Regions from separate parts of the Triticum aestivum genome. Here region 1 is linked to region 2. The links are chromatin contacts, called in public Hi-C maps. All regions are on one chromosome and are shown on one strand. The core of a region is the stretch at or near the end of the contact, and the rest is flanking DNA. Distances in the headings are between cores, read along the strand shown. Region 1 has its middle 91 kb from the start of LOC123140719. Region 2 has its middle 9.5 kb from the start of LOC123142963.

Region 1 (5,433 bases), core at 165-2,664, 250 kb before region 2:
GTTGGCCAAACATATCGCCATGGTTTTCTGCTAATGATGCATGTATTGTAGTTGGTTTTTGAATTTGACTCTACAATACCCGATGAATATACCAACGGTATCCCCTAAAAAAGAGAATATACCAACGGTAGGGTGCAGGACGAGCCGATGAGGCGGCAGGAAGGGGTCGACGGACGGGCGGGATCCATGGCGAGCGAGGGGACACATACCATTGAAGCGGCGTCACCAAATGTTTTGTAACCTTGCGTGGGCGTACTCATTCAATAATGAGCTGCACGGGCCGCGCCATGCGATTGCAATGTACGCACGTCCACCATGCGTGGACCAGATCATTAAGTTGACGCGTAGTGGTGGCAACGGACGAACAATAATGCAGAGCACTGTGGCGTGTCCACCTCGATGAGCTCTAGCGTAGAGCCATGGAGCCGCTGCATGCGTGTGTGTTGGGTGAGGGACCGGCGGCGTCGGGTTTTGTTTGTGCCGGCGTCCGGCTCTGCTCTGCTCTGCTGGGCTGCTGTACCTGTACGTACGTACCACCGCGCTGGACGTACATACATGTCTCACCAGTCGGGTCCATGCATGCATGCGTGCGGGCACGGTGCACTGCGCTGGCTCCTGGCTGCACCCTGAAATATCGGATCCAGCGGAGTACACAACTTGGATGCCATGCAGCAGGTGCATGCAGCGTACTACGTGCTGGCCATCCATCCATGCTACAGCTTGCTGCCATGGGGCGTCCCAACATGGCCGGGACAGCTTGCTGCCATGGGGCGTCCCAACATGGCCGGGGCTGCGGACACGATACACCGAATAATCCACGCACTCCACTCCTAACTTCTCACCCAGACCCAAGCCACCACCACCGTCCACCAATGATTATCCATGGCATGCCCATGCATGCACACCCGGCCCAAAAACAAGATCATCATCCATGCATATGCATGCATACCCCGCTTTGTCACATCCCATATGCATCGACTACGATTACGCATCCCATATGCATCCGATGAAGACCTACGATCGATCAAACGGTGTACGCGCGAGTGGACGAGCTGCAAATTATAGCTAGCTAGCTAAACTAAGAACATTTGGGAAGACATATCTAACGAACTGTGGCCAGGCATAGTTTGACCGCCGACATAGCACCTGTATGCGATTACTACTGCACAAATGGTGACGTTGCCAGCTCGGTTGCGACTCGTTTGCCAGAGAAACATACAAACGATGAATTGACATTGGGTCGTGGGGCCACAGACAGATCGATTCCAATCGGGGCGTGGCGTGGCGTGGGGCCGCGTAAATGGGCCGTAGGTGGCTAGGGGCTGACGGCAACGGCTCGGGGGCTCCCTCCCTGTCTGTGGGCCTGAAGCAGGCCCAGTGGGCCCCACTCCCCTCACGTATCACACGTTCCTTTTCTCTCTGAAAAAGAAAAAAAATGGAGAAAGATTAACGTGTGTCCTCTGCCTCCCTCGTGTCCTATCTATCTCGATCAATCGCTGCCCAGCTTAATTATCGTCAGTGGACCAGTACTCTACTGGTGTCTCCAGTCGTCTCTCGTGTGTGTACGGCATCCAGCTCCTTGATTGCTACACTCAGTACTAATCATGAACATGCATTGTTTGGCCTGCTCGATCAATAATTTAATCGCGTGCGTGCATGCATGATTAGTCCATGCAATGAACGATGCGTCTATCTTTGAAGGCTGGCCGCATAGGCTGATCGATCATGCATGTCTAACAGATTACTTAAGGAATTCCAGTTCTGCCGTTAAACCAGAGGTGTGTGGTTAATTAGGTATAGTACGATCGGTTTCATCGGTAACTGCGTCTGCATGCTTGTGTGCGTGTACTGTGGGTCAACTTAGGCAGCTACGTGCTACGTCCCTCGTCTCTGACCAGCATACTGACCGTGCGCGCTCCCGTGGATCGACCAAGAATTTAACTCGAAAGTCACGTAATATACGGCAGAAAAGTTGACGGCCCACGTCAGTGCCATAACACGGATGCTGGGTGACATCGTGCGGATTAATTCCTCTGGGTCTCAAGTCTGAACGTACAGGAGGCCGAAAGCGACCGCACAGTGGCTGCACAGCGCGGCATGGAAGCATGTACTGCAGCGACGACGTAGGGTGGTGTGAAGCCGCGAGTGAAGAAGACGGGGTCAGAGAATGCACGCCCTCTTGCATTGTCAGCAGATAGATTCTTTGCAACTTTAACTTATGCGTTTGGCACGTTGTCTCTACCTAGTCTGGCTACAAGATCGGTACAGCACTACGTATGCTAATTCTAGTTGGAACAAGAGGTAATATACGGGGTACCTTTTGCCTCAAATTTATGGGGCGTTCAACGCGTTCGCAGGCTGATCTTTTAACAAGATCGGCCGGGTCACGAGCCGGCAGATCCGAAGCTATCGAGCGGCTGAGCGACGCACACCATCATTGCAAAAAACTTCTTGTTGCGGAAACTTTTGCAACTAAGATCTTTTGCAGAAACCTTTGCAACAAAGGTCATGCTGCAGAATTTTTTCGCAACAATGATTATGCTGCAGATTTTTTTTTGTAACAGAGGTATTGTTGCATTTTCTTTTTGCAACAGAACTAATGTTGCATATTTTTTTTGTCTTCACCTTTATACATGTGTACGCGGAGAAAGTTTTGCAGCATGTTGCGGAAATCTTTCTTGCAATAGGAAGGAAGTTGCAAACAGAAAAACACCGTTGTTCGTTGCGAGTTCCCATTGAATGGTGGTGAGAGAGTAGTGGAGCCGCCGGCGAGCGCTGGACCTCCGACTTGCTCGCCTCACAAGTGAGGTGGCACACCGCGCGCGGCCAACTGTCATGGTGGAGGCGGGCGACAACGGCGACGACCGTGCGAGGCCACGCCGCAATTGCGCACCGCGATGGCGACCAGTGACAACGGCGAAGGCCTGCCTAGCCGGTGAAGAGGACCGTCAGCACGGGTCGGTGATGAGCAGGGGCACACTCATGGCGGGGCGACCGCCTTGCTTGGCAGCGCTGATTCAGGAGGAAGGAGATTTGGGGGATGGGGATAGGGTACGGGACGAGCCGTGGCTGTTGCAAAGAATGTGCTAGCGGGGTCCATAGGGGATGCGTGGCACGCAACCGAGGGGACGGACGCAAACGTGATTATCCGTCGGGTGATGTGTAATGCTTCCCCAAATTTATGCCTATCCAAAGTCAAATCTGAGTCAAATCCTTTCTTCTATAAATAGTATATGATACCATGCTTGTGCGTATTCTAGAAAGAAATACCAATCCAAAGTCAAACCAAAGTTTCCTGGCCTTTGGTGGTACCTACTCCTTTCGTTCTTAAATATTAGTCTTTTTAGAGATTTAAAATGAACTACCACATACGGATATATATATAGACATATCTTCAAGTGTAGATTCACTCATTTTGTTTCGTATGTAGTCATTTGTAAAAATCTCTAGAAAGACAAATATTTAGGAATGGAGGGAGTATATTCAAAGTCACATTTGCCTGTATGTCACATACCTATTTTGTGGTTAGACTCTGTCGACCCAACAATGCCTTGCTAGCTAGCTCTAGCGCGTGATACTTGTAGAAGTAGATCCCACAAAAAAAATGTATTATTCGCAATAAAATAAAATAAAATGTATGCATGCATGCGGCACTAGCAACACGAGGGATTAATTAGAGCCATGCATGCCCCCACCAAGACGGCAGTAAACCACTAGACAATGCACTTGTACTCACTTTTTTTTTGAGCCGAAACTCCTACTCACATTCATCGACGGATCAAATCATGTACAAATTTATTATAAATCTGTAATATTCCATTTATTCGTGGTACAATACTAGTATGTTTCAAACGAGGCCTAGTAAATTGCAAAGATCAGGGAATCTTGAAGAGAATAGCTTTTCAATGCACGTAACTGGTTTCATTGACCGGAGGGCTGGAGGCCTTCCTGTTTTGTTGTGCTCTCCCGGCCCATCCACCCATCTCTCTCTGACGGGACAATTAATTTTGACGTATTATATAGTTCTTGGACTGGCACTACTCTGCCACATGTGACTTTTGCAGCACGTCGTAGCTCCAGAAACTAGCCGAGCTGTGGCTATCTGATCCCTGACCGTGGATTTGTGACTCTTTGATTCTCTAGTCCTAGCATTTTTTCTAGTTTCTAGGACTTTTTGAAAAAGACTTTCAAGAAGGTGCTTGTAAAGACTTTTGGCAAAAAAATAAAAAAATCCACTTATTTGATTCGGTAGGAACTTTTTTTAATCCTAACATAAAAAAGTCTCCGAAACCAAACACCCCCAGATTGAAGCAACGCGCGTGCCTTCCTCTGTGCATGTATGCAGCCAGGCTACAAAGCCTAGTAGTACTGTACTCTCGTCTGTGAGGAGCAGGAAAGCATGCTCCGTCAATGATATATTGTACCGGCCGGCGCCCGGCGAGCCGCCGTGCGCAGATTGCTTGCTCCAAGTTGAGGAACAGAGCATGTGCTTGAAGGAAAACTTGATCGTTGGGTAGGCTGCCTGTTGCGTTAACTTAAGTGGCATGCTTTAGCCAATGCAACCAAAAACCTATCTGATGAAAAATACTAGGCAACATATTATACGTCAACAGGAAGCTAGCGCTGGAAGGTGGCGCAGCAGCGATATTGAACACAGTCTCTTGCCCCATTACGCGGATGACCGATGATGCTTGCTCGGTGTCTAGCTAGACCAAACACTGCTGTGCATATTTTTACGGTGTAGGAGTCTGAACTCCTCCCGGTGATGGATTTCGTGCCCACGAGTAAGATGGTTTCGATGCGACGACGCGGGTCAGAGGGTGGGAGCTGCTGCCTGCTGCACGCGACGCGGTGAGCTGCGCGTACCCTTCATCCATGCATGCATGGGTCATGGGCCCTGTTTGGATACTCTAACTCAGTTAGAGGTTAGAGTTAGATTTTAACCCTGAACTAACTCTAACCAAAGAGCTGTTTGAATGGTAGGGTTAGATTGAAAATAAATGCTCTTTCTCAATCATTTGACTACTCTAGACCCTATTTCCTGCCGGAATTTGGTGTGGCCGGCTCTTGTGTAGCCTCCTCCGGCTCACAATTGACATAAACAAATTATCTTTACAAATCAAGTGTCCAAAACATGATAAATTTTATTTTGTCCATACAAATGAGATGTCCCATTCAAACATACAAGTCGCCAATCAAGCTTCACAAAAAAAATTACACTCCATGAACAACTATACATAGGAGGTACTGATACATCAGTAGATGAACCCCAAAAGCTGCCACGATCATCAATTACTCAGGAGGTAATTATACATAGTATACTAAATATCAAGCATGCGGTTCCACTTTTACATAAGCATTTTATAACGACGATTGTGATACACAGGACATGAGTACCTTCATTTTAGGCAAAGCAATGTAAGTAAATAGAAA
Region 2 (5,627 bases), core at 525-3,024:
GGCTGCATGACGCCGGCTTCGTCCGCTTCCATGCTGCTGTGTGCAAGCCATGGCATGACTCGCAGTACGTGCAGCCGCTGCTGTTCCGGAGACCGACGAACCAGTTTCCTACCGTCGATCTGGGTGATAGGTTTGTTTGACATGCATGCACGCACACACGTACGATGTGTGCAGGATGAACGTGCCACCTGAAATTTCAGGATGAAATACCTTCAAATGTGATATGTACAAATAACTTAGTTGTACATTGGCGGGAGCCAAGCAGCTTAGTACTGCTATGTCGCGAGAGTAGACCTTTTTTCTTTTTGCCGCCTCGTGGCTTTTGTCTAAACCTTCTTCTTAATCAATAAAAATGGCAAGTCTTTTGCCTTGTTTCAAAAAACAAATACAAAAAAAAACAAATTGATGGCCTGGGAAGATGAATAGTATCATGTGTTAATAAGACTCAGATTTGTCTTTTTTGCATAACCCTCATTTCAATGTATTTCATCCTAAAAATTTACACACTTGTTTATTATGCCTTCATGTATATCTATATTTTTTTTTCAGGATTTTTTGAAATGTAAAAAATATGAATTTTGAAAATTTCGAATTTCTCGAAAACTGGCCTCATTGGAGCTCGGCCTCCAAAAGGGATTTTCGAATATACTCTTACAATACTACTGTAAAAGCTTCGATGCATTCTTGAATGTGAGTACTCATACATATTCTGTGCGAGTGCATTGTCTGCTAGCTGGGTATCGCCAGTGCCATCTTTTTTTTATTTTTGAGAAACTTCGCCAGTGCCATCTAGGTGAGGGCATGCGTAGCTCTAATTAATCGCTCGTGTTTCTGTCAGTGGCGCATGCATGCAAATAAGAAATAATCTTATTGGGATCTTGCCCGCTAGAGCTAGCTAGGAACGCATTGGTAGCAGAATCAAACTCAAATATCAACTCAGTTGTGTACTTTGTATTGGTAAATTTGAGGCAAAAACTACCGTACGTATATACGTACTTCTTTGAGGACGCATGGCCGTAACGTCCAGCTAGAAATAACATACAGCTACTGATCTTTTAGCTAGACTAGCTAGAGACAACAGGCCTCACGCATAAGTTATTACTGACAACACAGCTTGCATTCTCCGATCTCATCTCCACGGCATCACACCAGCGTCGCTGCGTGCACGCTTCCGTGCCGGGATGCAGGCACAGCCACTGTCCGGTCGCCTTCAGATAAAGGTAATTATTGTTCGATCGGCCGTGCATCAGTGGACGATGCATCGATGGTCGGTCTGGTATATATGGGCAATCCTCACGGACGTAGCCACGTAAAAGTTGACCAAACGTACCGTGCGTAGACGTGCACGTAGATGCATGCAGTACCCGTTGCTCGCGGACAAGTTAAGTGCCAGATAAAATCCTGTCTTACTACATTTGGATTTCCGTAAGTGATTTGTTTGACGTGCACGATCGAACCGCCTGCCTCTGATTTGTTAATTGATTGCATGTTGCCGTACACGAGTAGAGACACAGTAGTGGTCTGTATCCCTGTCGATAATAAAGCAGGACAGCGAGTGAGCTAGAGAGATAGGACACCAGGGACGCAGGGTACGGTTTTGTTTTTCCGAAATGCAAGGAATAGTTTTCGTCTATCTTTCTTTTGTTTTTTTCGGACCTAGGAACGTTTCGCCTAACGTGAGGGGAGAGGGGCCCAGTGGGCCTAGTGGCAGCCCTAGGCCCAGAGACAGGGAGCGCCCGAGCCGTTGCCATCAGGCCCTAGTAGCATACGGCCCATTTATGTTTGACCCCACGCCACGCCCGGCCTGTCTCACTGTCCGTCCTGTGGGCCACGACGCAGTGTCAATTCATCCGCCTTCGATTGTCTCAAAAAAAAAAAAACTAGTCGCCTTCGAGCAGGCGACGTCACCTGGTACTGTAGCTGTAGTGCAGCGCCGATTCCATGCTAGCACTATGTCGTCAAACTGTTCATGGCCAGTTGGTTATGTCTTTCGACGTGTGTTCAGCTTAGGCGACTGCCCCTTAGCTAGCTTCATCCGAGTTGTTTTGTCAGAACGAACAGTTGATGCGAGATATGCATCAATGAGTGCATGTCTCGCGGTAGGGGCCGGTAGGCAGGGTACACAGTATACTCCTCCACCGGCCTCCATGTGTTCTAGCCGCAGCCGACTCCATGTGTTGTAGCGGTAGCCGACCCACCCTGTACCAGCAGCATCAACAGCCAGGACGCTGCACCTGCTGCGTTTCATGGAAGCTATGTACTCCACAGGCAGGGGTGTATGCATCAATGCATGCATGCTTGGACCCAGCGAGACAACTACGTCCTGTGCAGTACGCGCTGCCAGCAGTCCAGGAGCGCAGAGCAGAGCCGGACGCCGGCGGCCACTTTCGGTCCACGTTTAGGCCTGAGGAAGCCACGCGTGAGGGAGAGTGTTGACGTAGAATGTGTTGTTTAGTCTCTTCATAAGCCTTTTGATTGCATTGGCTGGAGCATGCACTTCTACAGCCGGCGCGAACAAAACCCGACGCCGGCGGTCCCTCATCCAACAGACCAACACACACGCATACACAGGCCTCGGCTCGACGCAGCTCTGCTCGATGGCTCTACGCTAGAACACATGAATGAACGTGGGCACGCACAGTGCTCCGCATTACTGTACGCATCAAGTAAATGATATGGCCAGATCCATGCATGGTCCTGGCGTGGTGGGAGCATGCAGGACATCTGGACATGCATGCATTGCAATCGCATGGCGCGGCCCGTGATTGATTACGCCCACGCAAGCTTACAAAACATTTGGTGACCGCTGCTTTGAAGACATGTGTCTCCTCGCTCGCCATGCATGCATCCTTCCGTCCGTCGTCCCCTTGCTTCCACTTCATCTGCTGCGTCTGACGCTGCAGTTGTACTAGTATGTTCATCGTGTACACCAACCTACGCACTGTCACCGTGTAGCTAGCTAGCACTGGTGGTAGGTAGGCACACGACTGCACTGCAGGAGCTACTCGTGCAGTACGGGCCGTGCTGCAAAAATCACAATACAATGGCAGTCTGCGAGTCCGTCCACACTCCATGGAGATGGATATGGTGTCCAGCAAGAGAAGAAAAATAATACTAGACCTACTACTGGAGCTTGCCTCCATGCCTTGCAGCCACTGTCTCGTTTGTTATTTTACTTGCCCGGTGTTCCTTTATGCAAAGACTAATGTTATGCTATGTATTCAGTTTTGTTTGATCGGTATATATCTGCCTTGTATTATGGTTCTTATGATATAAATAAGACATGTATTATCATGCAAAAAAAATACAACGTTATCCCTCTCCTGTGGGTACTGACATTTTTTTTCTCTCATGCTAATAGGTGTCTCATTTATATATCATAAGAATCATAATGTAGGTACGTACATACCAACCTGACAAAATTGAGATTACACTTAACTTGACATTAACGCCTGTCATCTGCCTCTGGCACCACCACAACGGCCACCAAAGGGGAAAAATGACGGATCACGTCCACACCCGACTTCGATGCGGCTCCATCACTGATATGCAGATTTGCGGACCTTCAAAAAGGCTCACCAAAAGCAAAAACCACTGCCGAATCAGACCAGGGCAACACCACCGAACACTCCATCAAACTCCAAATATGGCGCCCCACATGACTAAGATGTGGGAGGAGGAAACCATACCTGTCATCCATGAACCATGAACACAGCATACGATCCACCATCTTTCAGATGCCACCTATGCGGACCACAATCTGCATCCGCTCCTGGACTACCTCTTAAGCTCCACGGCGATGCTGAAGCAAATATCGTCGCAACGGCGGAGCCTAAGGATGCCCCGTCGTGCGGCTTTGCTACATATAAGTACCCCACCCCACCCTAGGGCTTGACTGCTATGCCAAGCATTGGAGCCATGTTGCACGCGATATTTCAGGGTACGGCCATATGGACCCAAGATGACCCAACGGGGGAGGGTTATATGCAGATATGGAGCCGAGTGGAGCCGGGAAGGACGATGACACAACCCCCCCTACGGGGCACCCATGCATGTCCAATTATGCATCCATGCGTGGAATGTATGCATGTAAACGTAATGAACTTGCAGCGGATGGCCTGCCGTGTGCATGGCGCTGAGCCATGGTGGGCAGGCAGGAGCCGGACATTGGGCATGCATTTCCGTGGTGGCGTCGCATGCATGTCCGTGCACCCCATGCATGATGAGTCACGGCGAGGCAACGTTCCAAGACATTTGATGCCAGCCGCTTTGATTCCCCGTGCCAGCCCCGGTCCATGTCCATCGTCCGTTCCCATGGCGAGAAGCTGAGCAGAGGAGCGATTCTATACGTGGAGTGGCTTACTGTGGGAATATCGGCTATGGGCCCGCCCGGCCCACCGCACCAGATTATTTCTTTTCTTGGACGGCCCCGACACGTCTAGTTGACATGGATCGTTCAGTACGTGCTGGTTGGTGAAGTCGCCGGGCCATGCCAGTGCGAGTAGGACTGCTGGACAAGAAACAGTTTCATCGATCAGGCACGTGTCTCAAGACTCGTCGTCTCAAATGCATGTAAAGACAGACGCCCGTGAGATCCAGCTATAGTACAAATTAGTACTCCCTCCGTTTTTTTACTCTGCATATAAGATTTGATCAAAGTCAAACTACACAAAATTTGATTAAATTTATATTAAAAAATATGAACATCTACATTACTAAAATTATATAGTATGAAAATGTGTTTCATGGTGCACATGATAACATTGATTTCATATTGTGAATGTTTATATTTTTAAATATAATGTTAGTCAAACTCTACAAAGCTTGACTTTGATCAAATCTTATATGCGGACTAAAAAGAAACGGAGGGAGTGGTACTGTACAATGCAAGTCTCATGAGGCCAGGGATCGACTGGGGTTGCTCTGGCTAGTTAACCGCGCACAGGACGAACATGTAGGTAGGTCCTCGAGTCCCCATTCATGCTTACAGGACTGCTGTTCCATGTAGGCTTGTAGCTCCTACGACGTACGTAGTGCTGACTAATAGAGTACTACTCGCTCTGTTCCTAAATATATAACGTTTTGATAGTGCAAATTACTATACTCTACTGCTTTGTGCTTTTCTAGCCTGGCACGTTCGTGAGTCAGGCATGCAAGATCGATCCGGAATCACATACTGGTAGCGTCCCTCTCAGCAACTGAAGCCGGGCGCTACGTGTCAGCAGTGACGCATCCAAGTGATGAACACATGCATCCGCATCAGCTTGCCATGCACGCCCCACCCCGAGTGGCTGAGTCCCAACCTTGCAGCTAAGCAAGCGCTTGCTGGCCAGCAACACGAAGGACAGCAAGCTCGGTTGCCTGAACTGAATGGCATACCTATCTTGGATCCGACACTTCATGGTGCACCGTATGTGTATAGGACCAGGGATATAGTATGGACCCAAGCCGACCCGACAGGAGACATATGTACGTCCTGTGCACAAAGCAAAAGCAGGAGAGACAAGGGCGCATCACCTCAAAAGAAAAAAGACGGCACAAACTAACAAATCACGACGACGCCGGCCCACCCATGCAGCGCACACACGCTACGCTACGTTACACACGCGGACACACATGCACAGTGC

The links. Hi-C and Micro-C count contacts between places; a contact is called where the count stands out from the background.
Region 1: a contact with region 2 is called in a Hi-C map of leaf, with 2.3 times the contacts expected there. The contact joins two enhancer-like sites. A contact is called at or near these places in 2 of 5 Hi-C or Micro-C datasets (both in leaf).

What each region holds. Positions count from the first base shown.
Region 1 is chr6D:7,238,607-7,244,039 of IWGSC CS RefSeq v2.1, reverse strand. No RefSeq gene overlaps it. Among protein-coding and RNA genes, the nearest start is that of LOC123140719, 91 kb to the left of the region's middle. Within about 2 kb of position 1,414, at least 7 of the 8 cell types and tissues checked have an H3K27ac peak or open chromatin away from gene starts, as enhancers often do. A contact at or near this core is called in leaf, where this site is marked.
Region 2 is chr6D:6,987,443-6,993,069 of IWGSC CS RefSeq v2.1, reverse strand. No RefSeq gene overlaps it. Among protein-coding and RNA genes, the nearest start is that of LOC123142963, 9.5 kb to the right of the region's middle. Within about 2 kb of position 1,774, at least 7 of the 8 cell types and tissues checked have an H3K27ac peak or open chromatin away from gene starts, as enhancers often do. A contact at or near this core is called in leaf, where this site is marked.